2 separate regions of the Pan troglodytes genome follow, and region 2 is linked to region 1. The links are chromatin contacts, called in public capture Hi-C maps. All regions are on one chromosome and are shown on one strand. Each heading gives the region's core, a stretch centred on a gene start, on an enhancer-like site or on the middle of the called end of the contact. The rest is flanking DNA. Distances are from core to core; before and after follow the strand shown. Region 1 has its middle 7.5 kb from the start of MIR614. Region 2 overlaps EMP1 (epithelial membrane protein 1).

Region 1 (5,965 bases), core at 526-3,025:
TTGGGTTCCCAGGCCGGGAAGGAGTTGTTGGAGCCTGCATGGAAGATTAGTGGATCTGCAAAAAGACAATGTGGATGACTGGCCGACGCCTTGTCCCAACCCTGTCCAAGCAGAAGAATCGCCGGGATACTTGCTCCGGATACAAATTCTTGGACCCTGACTCAGACCAACTAAATCAGAACCTCTAGGAGGCTCCAGACACTGCATTTTAAACAAATTCCCATGTGATTTTTAACGCAGTATAAGTTTAGGAAGCGCTGCTCTGTTGACAAGAAAAGGCTCTGGTCTGGTTTGTAGCAGACTGTCCAGGCTTTCCCAATTTGGTCCAAAAAGGCAGAAAGTGATTGGCTTGAGAGGGCAGAATCAATGGGGAAAGTTTATGAATTCCTGCCCCTGGGAACATTCGCCTTTCACTTTTCATCTTCTTCCCCACCCCCACCTCTTTGGGGTATAGTCTTCCCCATGCCCCAGTTCCACATCTGCTCTGACCTGGGGTTCCCACCCAGCCTCCATCCAGAACACGCTCACCCTGTTTTTGTAAGAGAAAACATTGTCGAAAGCAGCTTATGCCTGAAAATTCAAGAAGATAAATTCCTCCTGAGCCTATTTGCTGGCATTCTCATCTGTTTCCAGTTTGGTGTATATCATCTCTTCAGATGAACCCTTCGGTCCTTGTTCATCCATTTTGGTTCAAGTCAGTTTAGAAAAGAAATGCACTTTACGCTGGGCACAGTGACTCACGCCTGTAATCCCAGCACTTTGGGAGGCTGAGGCGGGTGGATCACTTGAGGTCAGGAGTTTGAGACCAGCCTAGCCAACGTGGTGAAACCCCATCTCTACTAAAAATACAAAATTAGCCAGGCATGGTGGTGGGCACCTGAAGCTACTTGAAAAGCTGAGGCGGGAGAATCACTTGAACCCAGGAGGTGGAAGTTGCAGTCAGCCAAGATCATGCCACTGCACTCAGCCTGCGTAACAGAGTGAAACTTCATCTCAAAAAAAATTTTAAAAAGAAAGAAAAGAAATGCGTTTGGAACACAATGCAATCGATCTTTGGAGAAAATCCATCTAAAATGCTTCTCTTATTGTTTTTTGGGGGTTTTTTTGTTTTGTTTTGCTTTGGGGCGTGCTTTTCTCTTTTCTCATATTTAAAGTTTGTTCTTGTGTGGTTCTCCTAGGAAACAGCACTTTCCCAAGCTTGACAAAGAAAAGCCTCAGGGAAATAAATTGGGATGTGATGAAATGTATTCAGCCCAAGAAGTAAAAAATTCCTTTCCTTTCTTCCAAGCCTCGGGCTTGTAAGTTGCTTTTATCACACTGGATTTAAGTGTTCTTATATGGAAACACACACAAAAATCTGATGGTTGATCAGCTGAAATTCATCAAAATTATTTGAAGACAAATTGGCATTCAAGACACCAGAATAGGCAAGAGAGGAACCTCAGAGCTGTGTTCTCTGAGTGAAAGGACATCATTCTAATTAGCCTGTGACAAAAGAAAAAAAAAATACCCTTCTCCCAAAATGTTTATTCATTTTACCCGTGTGTACAGGCACTGTCCTAGGCTCAGGGAATACTGAGAAAAACAGAACAAATTTCTGTCCTTCTAAAGCCTATATAATAGAGAAAAACACACAAACCAACAAATAAATCTAAATTCGAAATTTCAGTACCCTGAAGACTTACCACTATGGGAGCCCAGCATTAAACTGCCTGCTCTAGCCGGGCACGGTGGCTCACGCCTGTAATCCCAGCACTTTGGGAGGCTGAAGTGAGCAGATCAAGAGTTGGAGATCAGCCTGGCCAACATAGTGAAACCCCGTCTCTACTAAAAATACAAAATTAGCCGGGCATGGTGTACAGCTGAGTAGCTGTAATCCCAGCTACTCGGGAGGCTGAGGCAAGAGAATCTCTTGAACCTGGGAGGTGGAGGTTGCAGTGAGCTGAGATCGCGCCACTGCACTCCAGCCTGGGCAACAGAGAGTTCGTTTCAAAAAATAATAATAAAAAAAAATAAAAAACTGCCTGCTTATATCTGGGCCAGCTTGTAGTCCCAGCTACTTGGGAGGCCGAGGAGGGATGACTGCTCGAGCCCAGGAGTTCAAGATCAGCCTGGGCAACTTAGTGAGAACCCATCTCTACAAAAGATAAAAGGTAAATAAAAATGAAAGATCGTGAAAATCAAGGTCACAGGGATGGATCACTCACCGTGAGTTAGGGACAGTTGGTGACATGCACTGCTTTTCAGCCACACAATCGGCAACCCTGTTTTGCTACTGCCTTGAATGGAAATGTGTTTTATTTGGCATGACAGTGTGCACATACACATACGGTGATAGGAGGCAAGGGCACTGGTTTCATCTCACGTGTAGAAATGACTCTCCATACCTTAGGCTTACGGCCAATTGGTGTATACAGGAGTGGACATGGATGTGGGTGGATGTGTGGGTGTGTCTGTACACACAGCCACCAGCCGGTACCCCACACATACCAGGAATTTCTGAGATTCTCACAGACCACTGAAGAAGATGTCTGGGGAGCATGAAAGCTTCTCCACAGCCAGGCATGGTGACTGACACCTGTAATCTCAGCACTTTGGGAGGCCAAGGCAGGAGGATTGCTTGAGCTTGGGAGTTCAAGACCAGCCTGGGCAACATAGAGAGAGCCCCCCCGCCATCTCTATAAAAAATCAAAAAAAGCTAGGTGTGATGGTGCACACCTGTAGTCCAAGTTACTCAGAAGCCTAGGGCAGGTAGATTGGCCAGCCTGGGTGACAGGGCAAGACAAGAAAGAAAAGAAAGAAAGAAAGAAAGAAAGAGAAGGAAGGAAGGAAGGAAGGAAAGAAAAGAAAAGAAAGAGAAAGAGAGAAAGAGAGAGAAAGAAAGAGAGAAAGAAAAGAAAGAGAAGAGAGGCTGGGCAAGGTGGCTCATGCCTGTAATCCCAGCACTTTGGGAGGCCGAGGCGGGCGGATCACAAGGTCAGGAGACTGAGACCAAGCTGGCTAATGCGGTGAAACCCCATCTGTACTAAAAGTACCAAAAGTTAGCCAGGCGTGGTGGCAGGTGCCTGTAGTCCCAGCTACTTGGGAGGCTGAGGCGGGAGAATGGTGTGAACCCAGGAGGTGGAGCTTGCAGTGAGCCCAGATCGTGCCACTGCACTCCAGCCTGGGCAACAAAGCGAGACTCCGTCAAGAAAGAAAAGAAAAGAGAAGAGAAGAGAAGAAAAGAAGGAAGGAGGGAGGGAGGGAAGGAGGGAAGGAAGGAAGGAAACCTCTCCGTTATGCAGAATATATAAACAGCCATTTTTCTTTCTAGTTTTCTTTTAAAGTTAAATGCAACACCCATGCATGCAGACTGTAGCCCTGATGATCTGGGAAAAATATACAGGTACTAATTCATCAATTCATTGTTTCTGGCACTGCCACCAGGTTTGTCAGAGAAAGGAAAGGACAGAGGACCTAGCCAGGGCCTTGGGGGCGGGGAGGGGACGGCCAACATAATCAAAAGAACCATCTCTGAGCATGCCGGGTTCTGTGCATTTAGCAGGCTGCTCCTCCTCACCTTGTCCCCCGTCTTTCATGAAGCCAGGGCGTTCTAGAAACGTAGAGGAAAAACTGGAAGGACGTTCTATGATGAGGTCAAACCCATCTGCCCAATTTCACACACAGGTCTGACCCTTTGAGAATTGTAACTTAATATTTTCCTGAATTCCTGATTCTCTTTTTTTTTTTTTTTTTTTTTTTTGAGATGGAGTCTTGCTCTGTCACCCAGGCTGGATGGAGTGCAATGGCATGATCTCAGCTCACTGCAACCTCCGCCTCCCTGGTTCAAGTGATTCTCCTGCCTGAGCCTCCTGAGTAGCTGGGATTCCAGGCGCATGCCACCATGCCTGGCTAATTTTTTGTATTTTTAATAGAGACAAGGTTTCACCATGTTGGTCAGGTTGGTCTCGAACTCCTGACCTCGTGATCTGCCCGCCTCGGCCTCCCACAGTGCTGGCATTACAGGTATGAGCCACTGCACCCGGCCAAATTCCTGATTCTTAAGTCCTTAATTTTAACTTTAGTGTAACATTCTTTTATCTTCATTACTTTGCCAGGCCTCCGATTTTACAACTCTTCCTCCTACTTATCGGCTCTCACTCCCCATCCCCTCACCCTCACTCTGACGCTTTCTTCCCAAGGAAGCCCTGGCACCCCACCCCTTCCTCTGCCTCCCTCTAATTCAGTACAGTCAGATGCTCCCTTGGGCCCTCATTCTGGCTCCCAAGTATCCAGAGGTCATGGGTTTGTGATTCAGATGACTAAACTCGTGCTACCCAAGTACAACGCACAAGCCTTTTTGATTCTGCTGAGTAACACGAATCATGGGGTTCTTTCTTATGCAATTAATCACCCTCAAAGACAACGTGGAGTCGTTTTTTGTTTTTTGTTTTTTTGTTTTTTTCTTAAAAAGACAGTAGTTTTTGTCTGAAGAACGAAATCAAGCAATAGTTCAGACATTGACTACATGTATCTGGGGTGGGAGAACACAGTGGTGTTTACAAAATTCAAGTGCCTTTGCAAAGGATTTTAGATCATCACCGTGTCCGCAATAAAGTCATATTAACATAGCATGAGCTCTGTTCCCGTGGCAGCTCCCATTCTAAAGCAAGGCTCTGAACAAGGGAGTAGTCCTGCAACACACAGCCCCCTTAATTTTAATTGACACCCAATCATAACACTTACTAAAAGGTGAGGGCCCCTCCCAAGAGTGAAGAGCATTTCCATTTTCACCTGAAGGGCAAAGGAAGTGTTTGGGTTGGAGGTATAGGGAAAGAAAACTGTCCAGGAAAACTAACAATCTAAGAACTCTCCATGGCTCTTAGATTCAAATATGAGGAATAACAACTCAGCCAGTGAACGTCTAAACCCTAAGAGTTACAAGCTGCCTCAAGCTTATCGAAGGCCTTGCTCCAGACAGAATTCCCCACATTGTCCCCAGCAGAGCTGGAGGATGTGTCCTCACCTTTTAATAAGTGTTATTATTGGATGTCATTGGTAGTTGTGTGTTACAAGACAATTCTCTGCTTCATAACTTTGCTTTAGAATGCAAGTTGCCTTAGGAATGGAGCGCATGCTATTTGAATAGCATTGAACTGATTAGTTCATTGAGCTTAAACATCACCAGCCAAGAGAGGACCTGCTATTTTGCAGGAAGCTCTTCTGGAATCTGCTTGCCTAAAATTTCTAACCACAGAGCCAGCTGTTAGGCAATCGTTATTAAAGACAGTTGGGAGGCAGCAGGGAGTTATGGATAAGAAATCTGGAGGCACCCCACCCCACCCTGGCTCCCAGTCAATCACTTGACAGCTGTGTTGCCTTCGGTGTTACCTAGCCCCTGGGTGCTTCAGTGTCTGCAGGTGTTAAATAAAAAAGGGATAACAATAGTAATAACCCCAGCCAGGCACGGTGGCTCACGCCTGTAATCCCAGCACTTTGGGAGGCCGGGGTGGGCAGATCACCTGAGGTCAGGAGTTCAAGACCAGCCTGACCAATATGGAAAAAACCCCATCTCTACTAAAAATACAAAATTAGCCAGGCGTGGTGGCGCATGCCTGTAATCCCAGCACTTCAGGAGGCCGAGGCAGGCGGATCACCTGAGGTCAGGAGTTCGAGACCAGCCTGGCCAATATGGTAAAACCCCGTCTCTACTAAAATACAAGAATTAGCCAGGCGTGGTGGCGGGCACCCGTAATCCCAGCTACTCAAGAGGCTGAGGCAGGAGAATTGCTTGAACCCGAGAGGCAGAGGTTGCAGTGAGCCAAGATCGCGACACTGCGCTCCAGCCTGAGTGACAAGAGCGAAACTCCATCTCAAAAATAAACAAACAAACAAACAAATAAATAAAGCACTTCAAACAGAGCCTGGCACGGAGTAAGCGCACAGTAAATGTTAGTGATGGTGATGATCATGCCCCTGCAACATC
Region 2 (6,103 bases), core at 2,420-4,919, 290 kb before region 1:
GACTGCATTGAGGGGAATCCTAAAAACATAACCCTAACATGGCACTGTTGCAAGACTGCCCCTTGGATCCCATAGTTTGTGTGGTACTTTTACCACCGAATTGTTCACTAGTGACTTTAGAGAAACTCCAGAAGAGCTGCCTTGGCTTTCAGCGAGAGGCCTAGCAAAGACCATGGCATGAGGTCTCCATGAGGAACAGCCGTGTGTGAGGTCTGGACTGGGCTCTGACCATCCCCCAGGTTTTCCATTGTGAAAAGGTCTCCTTCTTGGTTTAGCTAACCCACCAGCATGACCTTACAAACTCTCTCTCCTCCTCCCATTTTGTCACTGAATTCCACAGAGCTAAATATCTGTTCCAAAGAGGGACAATGGCTCACAGGCCAAAGCCCCCCAGTAGGCACTTCAGACTGGAATGTGATGTTTTGCTTTGGGTCAGAAGGGCAGGATGGCTTCCAGGCTTAGCGTATTCAGCACAAAGACAGTATCTGCTCTTGCCAGAACTTGTACCGCTATTTTAACTCAGTGCAGTAGGTCTGTGGACCTCAGTGCATGACCCAGAAGTGGGGCTGGTGTTGTGGCAGCTGATGGGGCCCCAGACAGTGTGTGTCACTGAGAACAGCTGGAGGCCAAGTCTGGTGGCTGCAGGGAGGCTCTCTGGACCCCATCAAGGGAGCATCAAAGTACTAGCCAACTACTTTCTCCCCAGGGCAGGGGCTTGGCAGTAGAGAATCCCCTCAGTAATGGTTTGGGATTTGACCTCCCCCCTTTGCTTCCCCCTCCCCCCTCCCCTATCTCGGTTTTTCCTGTACAGCAACCTCCACTTCCCTCCCAGATTCAACGGCTTCCTCCTCCCCACCCCCCAGATCCCCATGAACTCGTCCGGCCTTATTTCTTTCTCAGGACCAGATAGAGAACGCCGATGATGAAGCTGAAGCAGAAGCAGATCCAGCCCAGGATGTAGGAATAGCCGTGGTGATACTGCGTTCCATCACGATTCGCATAACGACTAGTGTAGATGGACATCCCCACAAGAATGCACAGCCCTGCAGGGGAAAAGGAGATTTGGCGGTGTGTTTTCTTACATTAAAGTCGAGAAAAAGTTTTACTAATTTTAAGAAGATCCTATTTCCCTCATTAGCAATAGGAAAATGAACTCTGCTTGTTTGTCCCTAAACAGGAGTTCTGATGGATGTCCCCTGGGCCAAGCTCGACGGTATGTTGATAAATTAGAGGTGTCTGGGCTCTCATGTCTGCACTGGTTTGTGTGGCCACAGTGTGATGTAAAACACAGAACCTCATGCCTACCACCCAGCTGTCCTGTCTGGCCCTTGTGGGTCTAGGAAAGCTACTCAGGGATGCAAAAGAGCATGTCCTTCCACCAAACCGAGTATATTGGGAAAGAACAACAATTAAATGAGAATCACAATAATGGTGTGCATTGTGGCAGTGGTTTCATCTTTCTGAGAACTCCTACCTTTCTGCCTTCTTGAAGTGTCTTGTACACACGTGCTACTAACAGATATGCACTGCCACTTGGTAGCTACCCAGGAGCACTGGTTTTGAACAATGAAGCAGATGAGGGTTCTCAACCCAAGCAGCAATTCAAGGTTCTCCACAAGAGAACAAATAACCAGAGGAGAAAATTGCACAAGGAAGTTTCACTGAACCATGTGCTAATCTGTTCAAGTTGCCAGAAACACCCATGGTAAGATGGACTTAAAAGTGTAAACTGGAGTCTACCCATGAGATACTCACAGCACACCAGTGTGGTGGCCCCTGAGAGGAAGAACCGGTTTCCCTTCTCCATGGTGAAGAGCTGGAACACGAAGACCAGGAGGGCAATGACACAGAAGATGATAGAGAGAATCATGAAGGCCTGCACTGTCTTGAGGGCATCTGTAGACACAGGACGAGGAGAACAAGGGCATGAGGTCACTCCAGGGGCTGAACATTCCCTGACCACACCTATTGTCAGCACTGGGTCAATATCTTTATATATACCTTCACTGGCATATGACAGGCTGTCACTGCAGCTAACGTTGGTACAGTTTTTCCAAAGACCTACTGATGCATCTGCCGTATTGGAAACCAACCAGACCTGAAACCAGAAGGAAAGAAAATGTTGATTGAAAGCTGGCCCTCTGATTTAAAAAGAAAATAACAAATCAGCTTGCATCGGGATCAGATTTTAATAAAGACATTCTATTTAGCTATAACTATGGCTATGCAGCTTATCTGTGGGTGGAAATAAGGTCCGATTAAAACTGAAGTTCACAAAGTTGCCAAGAGAAGAGACACAGAAGAATGTGAAACCCAGAAAGAAATCACCTAGCCCTCTTTGGGCTCCACATTCTTCATGACTTAAAAAAAATGGAAGTAACTCAACCACAGTGGTTTAAAATTCTAAGGTTCTGAGAAACAGAAGTCCAGGATGAAGAAACTGACTTAGGTATGTGCAGTTCATATACTCTAACAAGATTGTTTCATTTAAGTCCCTGGTTAACCAGGAAAAAAGTGAAATGTCCAACTGGAAACAATTAAGAAACATAAGACCTACTGGGAAAATAACAATGAATCTAGTGGTTAATAAGCCACTTTCAACTAAACAGAAGGATCAAACTTGACTGTCACAACATGCAAAGTAATTTGATAGTAAAATACTACAGCAACTGCTTTCCTGTAGGGGCTACTAAAAGCTGAAGGGTGACCTGAATGGATTCCCCCAGACTGATCATGGTGCCGCCATCCCTTCCTGCCTGGCCCAAGAAAAGGAATTATCCTTCTGGAAGAGAAAACAAGTGCAGTGTCCTGTCTACACACACACAAATGCACACACTGGAAAGGTGGGGCCGGGAACATGCATCACCTACGCCAATCTCTGCTCTTCATTCAATAAACAACTGTGTGCCTAGCCTTATATTAGGGGCTGGCAATTCACAGATACGCAGCGCTTTGGCGCTCATTAATACACTTTGAAGAAGCTTATCAGATTTATCTGGATAGATATAGGAGTTGACATATAGAATGGCTAAATTACAAAATGAGGAGGTCGCATGGGCGGGGGTTGTCTTATCACAGTTATTCTTAATTAGCCTTGCTTATGATCACACCCACTAATGTTTGCAAAGCTCTTCTATCTGAACTTTAAAACTCACTTATACTTTAACTGTGATAGGGACCTAAACAGATTCTGAAACCATGGTTTGCCTGCCTAGTGATTGGTGGCCTTGGTTTTTAGGTCCAAGGAGCTGGCTTTTTTCTGAGAAAAGCACAAGTAAGAGCAAATTGGGCGCTGTAAGCCACCACTAGAGGTCAGAGTAGCCCAGGGTTCAGAGAGAAAAGACACTACCTCCATTTTTTTTTCTTGTTTTGTCTGAGTTAGTTAATTCAGTGGCACTGGGTTAATCTTGCAAAACTCCACTTTCACATGCTACTCTTTGCTCAAAATTTGAATTCGTCAGTCTGGCATCCTCTTCCTCCCATCTATCCTTCTAATCAAGCTTCTCAGAAGGAGGGGAAGTTCGGCTCCAGCCACATAGGTGTGTGTCCTCCTTATCCTCTGACCAAAGCTTGTCCTTCCTACATGTGCTCCTTTGCTAGCACTCCCACCTGAATGCATCCCTATGATCCTTCCACCTTCCCTCTTTCACTAAGAGAAACTTCAGCCATCTACCACTCCTCCAGGTTCACCTCAAGCTCCACTCACCCCTGCTGCTGGGAAGGCTCTTCTAGAGACCGAAGAAGCTGCACTAGATCCTCCAAGCCCTTAACCACCTACAGCTCTGGCAGGAACACTCCTGTGGACATTCACTTTTATGCTCCTGTTATTTAATTGTTTGAAGAGCAAGCGTGTGTTTATTTTGTTTTCCCACAACTGAGCTGTAAGTTCATGAAGGGCAAGGGCTGTGGCTTAAACTTCTTTTGTGCACTTGATGTAAATATTCGAATGATTTCTCAATGAATGAATGAACAAAAGAACATTACTCACATTGGCAATGGTGCTAACAAATAGCATAATAACAGTAGCGATGTGGACCACAAAGATACCAGCCAGCAATACCAACATCTTGGCTCTTTTTTTTTGGTAACTCGTGAGCAAAGAGAGTTCTGAAAAGAAAAAGAAAGGGACAAAAACGGTTACTGTCAGATTCAATAAGACGACTCAGCTTTCCCACACGTGTGGGCTCTCTGCTAACATGGGGAAGAGCTGCACTAAAAACCATCACAATCTAATCATAAATTCCTGAAAACACCCCTGTAACCTAGTTCTGATTTGCCTAAGTGCCTATTCATCCAGTTATACATACCTACATGGAAACAGAATTTGGTTTCTTCTTGGGGATTTACATACTCATTTCTCTAATACATTCTATTTCAAAAAAGGAACAAGAACATTTTATGATAACTGTTCGTATTTTATTTTGTTTGTGTTTCAGAGGTTAAAAATAGGACTTTGATTTTCAAAGAAGTAGGCCTTTATAATTTCCAGGTCTCTGAACAATGTCATATAAATGTCCATTTTCCACTAGGAAAATGTCCATGCTTTCACCAAATTGCTCACCCAGCACTTTTAATAGAAGTAAATGCCTTCTGAAGAATAGCAGCTATTACTCAATGCCCATATACTGAATAGGCTACTAATATGATCCTGGGCGAGATATAAAATGTGAGAGGCACAGTTCTATTATTATAATGCTGTTTGGTTTTCAATAATTATAACAACCTAATTACAGTTTAATGGTCTGGTCACCCTCTGACTGAGCATTTCAGACTAGTATTACTACACCTGAGCCTTTGGGCTCTGTGTGCCTCATGGCAGGAAGCCTGCCATTGGTCTGGGCAGAGAGTCATATTTTCCACAGCTCAGTGTGACGGTTCTGGGGGCTTTAAAAGTAATGCAACTTGAAATACCACCAAATGTGCCTTCTCCTTGTACATGACATTTACACAAATTCCAATCCTTCAGGACTCAATACAGAAGACAGGCAAATGCATAAATCACAGGGTGGGAGGATTGGGAACTAATATCGATTAAGAATGTGCATGGATAAACAAAAGCTTTCAGCCATAATCACAGCAGAGAAGGGAGCCCACTGATCATAAAGCCTAGGAAATAAAGGAAGTGTGAAGGATACACATGGGGGAGGCTATTCTGATTTATGTCAGCTACAGAAGGAGAGCTTTGTCATGCCTAAGACTGTCACAAAGCAGTGCAGGCTCAGAGAGACATCAAAAGGAAAGGGCTTGAGGTTATTCACACCCTAGACAGAATGGATGTGTGGATGCCCCAACCAAGGGAGGAGATGGCCAGGCACATCCTGCAATTGTTCCACTGCCCTCTCTCACTCCACCTAATTTAATTGATGCTTTGAATGTGCTTGAGGCACTTTGATGCCACATCAGGTATTTATTAGAGAGCACTGATACTATAATTCCAACACTTCACATGCCTTTTATCTCCTCTCACTTTCTTTATCAGGCAACCAAAAATCTAGAGTGATCTAATATACATCAGGGTGCCTTGCTCTCTGCAAGCAAGGAATGAGAGGCAGACAATGGCTTCCACCATTCTCCCTGACCGTCTCCAACAGCCCCTTCCCAATCTGGCCACTTCCTTCCAACCCAGGCTGTTTTTTAGGAATGTGTCCAACTTAACTGTGAATGCAAAAATTATGAGGTTTATCCTGCCTCTTCAGGGGAGAGGTTGGAGCTTTCATGTCTGCTCTTAGTAATCCCCCCACATATTCAAATTCATTTTTGCTTTTCTCAGGTTCTAGCACACCTCCCCAATTTTCTGCTTGACTTAAATGCACAGTAAAAAGAGTTTTTTGAATCAGACAGAGGTTGAATTAGAATCATATCCAGTTATTTGACGCTCATCTGTTTCCTCATTTAGAAAGTGGAAGTCGCAATGTCAATTGCAAAGGGAAATGTGAGGATGAATTCAGATTGTTTATGTAAAACACCTAGTGTCTGACACATGGCAGCTACTAATAATGGGGTTGCTTTAGCTGCGGTTATTATTATTACTATTATTCATAAGTGAAGCCGGGTAGCTGTTGCCAACCCAACCCAGTTACTCAATCGCTAGGCTGCCCCATGT

Evidence for each region. Capture Hi-C pulls out chosen DNA fragments and counts their contacts.
Region 2: a contact with region 1 is called in a capture Hi-C map of stem cell-derived neural stem cells, with 5 times the contacts expected there. The contact joins two enhancer-like sites. A contact is called at or near these places in 4 of 7 Hi-C or Micro-C datasets (induced pluripotent stem cells, a lymphoblastoid cell line and stem cell-derived neural progenitor cells) and 1 of 1 other capture datasets (stem cell-derived neural stem cells).

Annotation. Positions count from the first base shown.
Region 1 is chr10:20,070,306-20,076,270 of NHGRI_mPanTro3-v2.0_pri, reverse strand. No RefSeq gene overlaps it. Among named protein-coding and RNA genes, the nearest start is that of MIR614, 7.5 kb to the right of the region's middle. Within about 2 kb of position 1,775, at least 1 of the 24 cell types and tissues checked has an H3K27ac peak or open chromatin away from gene starts, as enhancers often do. A contact at or near this core is called in stem cell-derived neural stem cells, where this site is marked.
Region 2 is chr10:20,357,732-20,363,834 of NHGRI_mPanTro3-v2.0_pri, reverse strand. EMP1 (epithelial membrane protein 1) reads right to left here. Exons shown (of 5, transcript XM_003313504.6): 2 at 3,989-4,107; 3 at 2,002-2,098; 4 at 1,756-1,896; 5 at 1-1,043. The coding sequence starts at 4,066. The coding sequence ends at 886. Among named protein-coding and RNA genes, the nearest start is that of EMP1, 16 kb to the right of the region's middle. Within about 2 kb of position 3,669, at least 8 of the 24 cell types and tissues checked have an H3K27ac peak or open chromatin away from gene starts, as enhancers often do. A contact at or near this core is called in stem cell-derived neural stem cells, where this site is marked.